2 separate regions of the Mus musculus genome follow, and region 1 is linked to region 2. Evidence: chromatin contacts called from public ChIA-PET data. All regions are on one chromosome and are shown on one strand. The core of a region is the stretch at or near the end of the contact, and the rest is flanking DNA. Distances in the headings are between cores, read along the strand shown. Region 1 has its middle 36 kb from the start of Gm40101. Region 2 overlaps Gpr89 (G protein-coupled receptor 89).

Region 1 (3,474 bases), core at 859-3,358, 410 kb after region 2:
GAGTTCAAATCCCAAAAACCACATGGTGACTCACAGCCAGCTACAGTGTACTCATATAAATAAAATAGATAAATCTTTTGTAAAAATTTTAAATGACATCTTTCAAAGGTTTGTCCAACTCTGAATGCATTGTTCTTGAGATGACTCATGGAGGGGACATAATGAATGAAAAGACCATTTATTCTCTAGCCTCTCTGTCTGGGTCTCAGCCATTATTCAGTCTGTCCCTCACACCCTAGGCTAGGCATACAGACCACACAGGCACACACACAGTTTGCAAGTAACTTAGCAGAAGGTTCTTCTTCCACAAGAACATCCGTGAGCTGCGTATGATAAAGACTGTCGCTAGGCCTGCCATGCCCCAGAGCAGAGTGAGTAGGACATTCATGGCATGGACGGTCAGCACTCCAGTTGATTAAATGGGTCCTTTGCACCCTCAAAACAGCACATGACCATAATACAAAAAGGAGCAGCGTGGTTGCCATGAGAGAGCACGTGAGAACAGCAAAGCTAAGAGATGCACCCAGTGCCCATCCATTTTAAATTCATACTTATTATACAGGAAGACGTGCATTCAAAACAGCTTATTCTTTTGAAAATGGCTCTTTAGTCGCTCGCACATGTGCCTGCATGCTGACTGGCAAATTCTCTTGCAATCCATAAATTAAAATTCCACTCTTTCCTAACGTGCTTTCACTTCAAAATGTCAATATAGTTTGTATGGATGCATATGTGTACACATTTATTCTACATATCCACAAAGCCCACTGTATTTATTTGGCAGCCGCAGCTCTTGAAAGGGGCCTCATCTAGATGGCTAGACTGTCCCCTTAGCCTGTTCACAGAATCAGAAAAACAACTGACTAGCAAAGCTGAAGGGAACCATAAAGATGACTTAGTCCAAATCCTTCACTCCAACACGAATCCAGAGTGGGAGAACAAGGATTCTGTCAAACTCAAGCCAAAAGCTGGTATAATGCCCATTATAGAAAACATGCCACTATTAAGTCAGAAATAGAAATCTCTTCCGCTGATTTACTAACTAAAATTATTGTTAAAAATCTTTAGAATTTTGGGGTTTTTTTTTGTTTTAAAAAATAAAATAAAATAAAATAAAAAGTCAGGGAGTGGGATGCCCAAACTATGGCTCTTTCTGTCCTGTCACCACAGAGCCTTCGATATGAATTGTGTAGCCCTCTTTTTTGTTTCCCATCTCCTGAGGAGATGCTCTATCACAGTGGTTCTCGGACTTCCTAATGTTGTAACCCTTTAATACAGTTCCCCACGTTGTGGTGACCCCCAACCATAAACTTATTTTGTTGCTACTTCATAGTTGTAATTTTGCTACTATTATGAATTGCAACGTCAACATCTGCATTTTCAGATGGTCTTTGAAGACCCCTGTGAAACCGTCAGAGACGGCACAACCCAAGCCACTAGCGTAATAGGATTGTTTAATTGGTTAGCCATCTCACCCTGAGGCTACCTTGCCACTCCTTAGATGACCCACATGGAACCTTATTTAAATATCACATGAGGTTGACAATAGCACCTACTCCAGAGAGCTGCCAGGGCAGAGGACTAAGCATCCATCTTAGTTCGCATTGAGATGCCAAAGCTTAAAAGAAATAAAGTGGAAACTTTATATCTTATATGTATGTCTCTTGTAGGGAGAAAACCCACCAATTTCCTTCTGTAAAACTCCATACAAAAACATCATTTGTGACTAATGAGTTTAGGGAGTGCCTTGCACTGGTGTTGGTCTTGCCTATAGTGGGTGGAAGCACTCAATATAAGTGTCTGTAAACAATCCTTTAAAATGTCCTAACAGTCTTCACTTTTATTCTCTTGGATGTAAGGTTGACCTGTATGCCTGCTCTCTGGTTGCCCATTAAATCTTTCTTCCACCCAGATCCTCATTTTATTCACCTTTCAACTCCCTTACTCTCTTTGGGTGACTCTCTCCAGTGCCAACTCAAGCTGCCTCCCACACGTCTAGGGGAGTGTGTCCGGAAGTGACCAAAGACACTGAATCGAGTGCATCCTGCTGAGAGAGAAGGCCTAAGCCACAGGTTCCAAATGCAGACAAGACAAGCTCCTGATTTAGGTTGTTGCTATAACGTGGGCTTGAGCACGTCACTGTGTAACAACGACGGGTGCATTGAAATGACTCTCACTTTGCCCGACACGTGATTTAACCACACACACAATGTGTGTGGGTTCCTGAAATGTAGGCACCTAACCTGTGATTTGTGTGTATGGGTGGTGGTGGTGGGGGGGGGGCATGTCTGTCTTCTCTTTAAACCATTAAGTTAATCTTTAAAAAAGATGAAGCAGGTTGACAGCCCGGAAGACAACATTACCCTGAATACTAGAGAAAGCCGGGAAGATGTTAGGATGAGCGCTGAGTGACTCTTTAGAAGTGACTAGCAGCATGGGTGCGTGTTCTCTCTAAGGCAGGCTATAAAGAGGAAGTGGGGGTACTTCTGACATCACCAAACCAGTAAGAGTTTAATAACCTGGCCCTAAATGGGATTGACTGAACTCACTTTCTTGGTAAGATTTTGCCGTATAGTTAGATAACAGGCTCTGCTGGGAAGGGTGGGGAAGACAGTATTATTGTAATATTGTCTTTGGAGTTCCAAAACAACAGTGAGAATGGTGGAGTTTCCTGCTCCCAAGTCTTTAGTATCAGCCCAGGAACCATGGGAGATGTAAAGGGGACCTCGATGACCACAGTCCTCCAACACCTGTTAGGGCTGACGAAGAGGTTACAGTGAATGGGAATTACCCAGATAATGATTGTTACGTAGACCAGCTCACAACAAGTGTGTAGGGTGCAGGGATGGGGGTGGGCATTTTCTTCAGCTGTTGGGGTTCTTGGGCTCTGTGAGACTGGAACAGGGGACCTCAGTCACGTAGACAAAAACGACAGTTTGGAAGGCCAATAACTTCTACAGTCTTACGCTGCATTGTGATGCCTGCATGCTGTTTAATATGCATTAGCAGTGTTGGAACCACTGGTTTGTGTGATTCTGTGGCTCATGTGGATCATACTAACAAGACCAGACATCGCCCGAGGATGGGCCCCTAACATTTTCCTCCATCCTCAAAAAACAGGGCCTGAAGCAAGTCAACGGTGCAACTGATGCCTCCCGTGTCTGGGCCCTGTTGTGATGTGAACCTGGCACAGGGTGCTGGCTGAACCCAGTGCGTTGAGTGGAACAGGGAAAGGTGCCTGCTCGTGTGTGAGGGCAAGCAGTGACGAGGTTGGAGTGGACGGTGAGACAACCTTCAGAGGGCTTGGGACCCTGTGCTGCAGTCAGCTTCACCAAGCACCCACATCTAAAAACATGACAAGTAACCTTCCGTCTCCCTTCCGGTTCTGAAATGCTAACATTTTAAAAGAGATATCTGGACTCAGAAGCTTGCCAAAGACAAATCATAGGGAACTCTCCAGCCTTCACAGCAGAC
Region 2 (3,640 bases), core at 771-3,270:
CCAAGTCTCATCCCCAGAATGTGACCCCACGCAACGCTGGATGCAATAGCCTGACTCTGCAGTTCTTGCATTCCTCTGCCTAGATAGGTGGTAGGTTCAGAGAACCGCCTGAAGCTTGTGGGCCAGCCAGCCCTGCAGTACTCAGCTTGTTAGGGACGGACCTTGCCCAACACAGTGGAGGGAGAGAACTGACTCCCCAGAGTTGTCCTCTGGTCTCACGTGAACCTGCACCCTCACAGAACTTTATTATTACTAGTAGACACTAACAAACAATAATAATAGAAATATATAGTAAATGCTAATATGACCAATAAAATAATAATAACAATAATAAACAAAAATTCTATAACATACGTACCATAAAAATTTTCCAGACACAGTAAATAGAGAAAAAATAACCCAGGAAATTAAAATACTTTCCCTTGAATGTTTTCGAGTATTCAATTCTTTCCTAAAGAAAACCAAACACAAAACATGGTTTTTAGTAAAAGGCAGACATTTTCTATAAAAGCATTCCCATGCCTGTGGCTGAGTCAATACAGCATACATGATAACATTAAGAGAGGCTACTAGGGGCCAACCTGCACGGAGTGCTGACTTTCAGTCAGAGTACTGCACTACCCTTATGAAATATGCTGTAGAACCTTCACCTTCCAGATGGGAGACTGAGTCTCAGAGGTTAAACAACTCGGAAAAGGTTAGGGTAGTCTGCATTTAAACCATACTGCATTCTAGGTGTGGTTGGCATTCACACTCAGGAGTGACTTCATAAACAGTAAGCCTCTTTTCTAACGCCACTTGGCTTACACAGAAGCACTGCCTGCTCGCAGAGGACTGCCAGCCCATGAGGTCTCATTCTCTCTTCAACCGTGTTGGTAAAGCAGAGCTGTCTCCTCACTCTGTACCTTTGTAGCATACAGATCAGCTGTTTCCAGAAAAAGCTGCCTGCTCAGTTCTTCCAAAGCATCCACTTCCTGTTGGATAAGAGTCAGATCTGGCAAAAAGTGGGCATCAAGGTTTAAATCACAGAAAAGTGTCAGTAAGCAGTGGGAAGAAAGGTTGGATTTGCTCAGCTTTGTAGGGAAGAAGCTGGGAATTGCCTGCATCTTTTATTCCCACCTCAGCACTGCTTCAGGGCAGTGTTCCCAGGCTGACACAGGGTGAAGGGGCACCCCACATGCATCTGCCAGCTGCTGCTCAGACATATGATCTCACGGCTAGTGTTCTGCTTTATTTTTTTAATATCAAATTCAGTCCTCAAATGGTGTATACGCCATGACCCACAATTCAGCAGTTTCATGCTACCTGACTGATAGATACTGTGCCAGGAAACAGCACACACAGCACTGTGGTCAGAGCCTCACCGGGCTGGGCTTTAGGCAATGCCTTCTTTCTATCTTATTTTATGCTCCCACAATCCCATGAGACAGCTGTAACCCATTTCTCAGACAAGGAAAGAGGCTCAGAATGTTAAACAACTTGCTCCATGTCATCTCATCCTGCATCTAATAGGCGTGCATAGTGCTGTCTGCCTACACAAGGCCCCGTCTTTTCCACTGCCAGATACTAGCCAAGTTTCCATACCTCAGTCAGAAGTGTCAGTATTTCCTCACTAAAGAAGCAGGAGCTCAGAGAGCTAAAAACTCCATACTTTGTTGATACCAACCTACACTTGGGTTTTTAAGAATTTTAAAGTAATAAAGATAGTAAGATAGATAGTCCCAGTAATTCAAATCTTCCTCCCTTTGTGAAATTAGCAAGTACCCTTCAGGTCCTCCCCTCAACAGTGGCTACCAGCCAGGCCGAGCTGCTCTTGAGAGGTTATGCTTCCAGTCCTGTCACTTAGACTCTTCCTGGAAACAGGAGACAGAGCACTGCTGCAGGGTACTTGTTTTCTCTAAAGAGAGGGTGGATTTTGCTGTTAATTGTCTGTATGTGTGGGGGCGCATATGCAGACGAGTGTGGGAGCCCTCAGAAGGCAGCTCCCTAGGACTGGGGCACCTATGAGTCACCTGATACATGTGCAAGAGCAGGCCCCTCTCCGAGCCTCTGAGCCGTCTCTCCAGCCCCCATGACTCCTTTTCCTTTCTCTGCCACAGTCACCTGGCTTTCTCTGTCTGATTCTTATCTATAGCCACGTCAGAATGGTGTCCGGATCCATCACAATAGCCTGCATCCTTCTCCAACTGACTTAACTGGTGACAGAGACAGAAGAACATCTCAGCCCTGACAGCCTGTGGGAGGGGACGGGAGAAGAGGGAGAAACACACAGGCTTGGTTTTCTCTATGTGGAACTAGTCAGCCTCCAAACCAGCAGGGCCAGGAACAATCCAGTAACCAGGTTGCCCTGTTTTATTTATTTTTTTTAAGGGGGGGGGGGGTGGAGCTGCTTGAAATCTGTGTGGCATTAACTGGGTTAGGAATGGAACCTTGCCACCACACTGTTGTAGGGAGTCACTGTGCTTTGTGGTCTTGCATCTGTGGGTGACAGAACAGCACAGCGGAACAAGTTATGAAGCTGAGGCCATAGTTCTGTTCCTACACTTGCCACAAACCACCGTGTGACTTCACCTCTCTGGGTCTATTTTCTCATCTGTGAAATGGAAAGAATGATCTGATAGGTTCGCTCCAGCTCAGAGACAACGCTTCTGCAGTTAGGTACAAGTGTAGGGAAGATGACGTGCCCACTGGACCTCCTAGCCCAGTGCTGGCTGGCCCTGATGCAGCCAGGCACCCTAGAGGGGACTGACTCAGCCCCTGGTGCAGAGTGGAGGAGAAGAGCCAAGAAGAAGGTAAAGGATACTTTCACTTCCCGGGGCTGAGGCAGTAACGCTCTTCAGCATGCCCCAGAGTCCCGACGGCTTGTTCTGCACATCCCCTCTCTGGAACATGGTTCTCCGTGCCACGGCCATTCTGCAATACAGAACACAGAAGCCTGAGCAAAGAACTGGGACTTGCAGCCTCATCTCCCACCGTCCTGAGTCACAGCTATGTCTCCACTGGTTCAGAAGTTACACAGAAGACAACATTTCCAGAGGCTGCGTGGCCTGGCCCGGGGAACAGAATATAGAGTAGGCAATACATCTGAGGTCTGGCTCTGCCACCTGGAAGCTGAGAGACCCACAGTTTACTTTCTCACTCTGGGTGGTTGTAAAGAATAAGGAAATACCACTGTCATCCATCCTTGCCATATGCTAATATCATTTAGAGAACAAAGTGGCTAACAATTCTATAAAGAACCAGGCACAGAGGAGGGACACAAGGAAAAGCAGACCACAGAAAGGAAACAGGAAGTTCACACAGACAGGGCCTTAACTCACTGCAGTCCACCTCTTGCCATGACTGTCATGGCGCTACTGCTGGACAGGGTGCATCTGTGGGTGCTCCTCCTATCTGTGGAGCACTCAGGGGCATCGTGACAGCTGATGGCAAGTTCTAGTCTGCCCAGAGTATTAAGAGCAAGGTCCTTGTGAGCTTAGAAGACACACATGATTACTTGAAGAGTGCAATGGGCCTAAAACCAACCAGGACAAATCTAGCACAGGTAGGAGAGCAAGCTACAGAGAAATTCATGGTGGACATTTTTGGGTGACAAGAGACAAAAATGGGGATGAGGAAGCAGCAGCATTGGCATCATGTC

What was found. ChIA-PET counts read pairs in DNA pulled down with a chosen protein or histone mark.
Region 1: a contact with region 2 is called in an RNA polymerase II ChIA-PET map of memory CD8 T cells, with 14 read pairs. The contact joins two enhancer-like sites. A contact is called at or near these places in 1 of 115 datasets of contacts at active chromatin or transcription factors (memory CD8 T cells) and 1 of 9 other capture datasets (embryonic stem cells).

What each region holds. Positions count from the first base shown.
Region 1 is chr3:97,292,418-97,295,891 of GRCm38.p6, forward strand. It overlaps a transcript of Bcl9 not described here. Among named protein-coding and RNA genes, the nearest start is that of Gm40101, 36 kb to the right of the region's middle. Within about 2 kb of position 2,109, at least 35 of the 459 cell types and tissues checked have an H3K27ac peak or open chromatin away from gene starts, as enhancers often do. A contact at or near this core is called in memory CD8 T cells, where this site is marked.
Region 2 is chr3:96,879,716-96,883,355 of GRCm38.p6, forward strand. It overlaps Gpr89 (G protein-coupled receptor 89), which reads right to left. Exons shown (of 14, transcript NM_026229.4): 8 at 2,804-2,913; 9 at 906-994; 10 at 359-451. Among named protein-coding and RNA genes, the nearest start is that of Gpr89, 24 kb to the right of the region's middle. Within about 2 kb of position 2,021, at least 43 of the 459 cell types and tissues checked have an H3K27ac peak or open chromatin away from gene starts, as enhancers often do. A contact at or near this core is called in memory CD8 T cells, where this site is marked.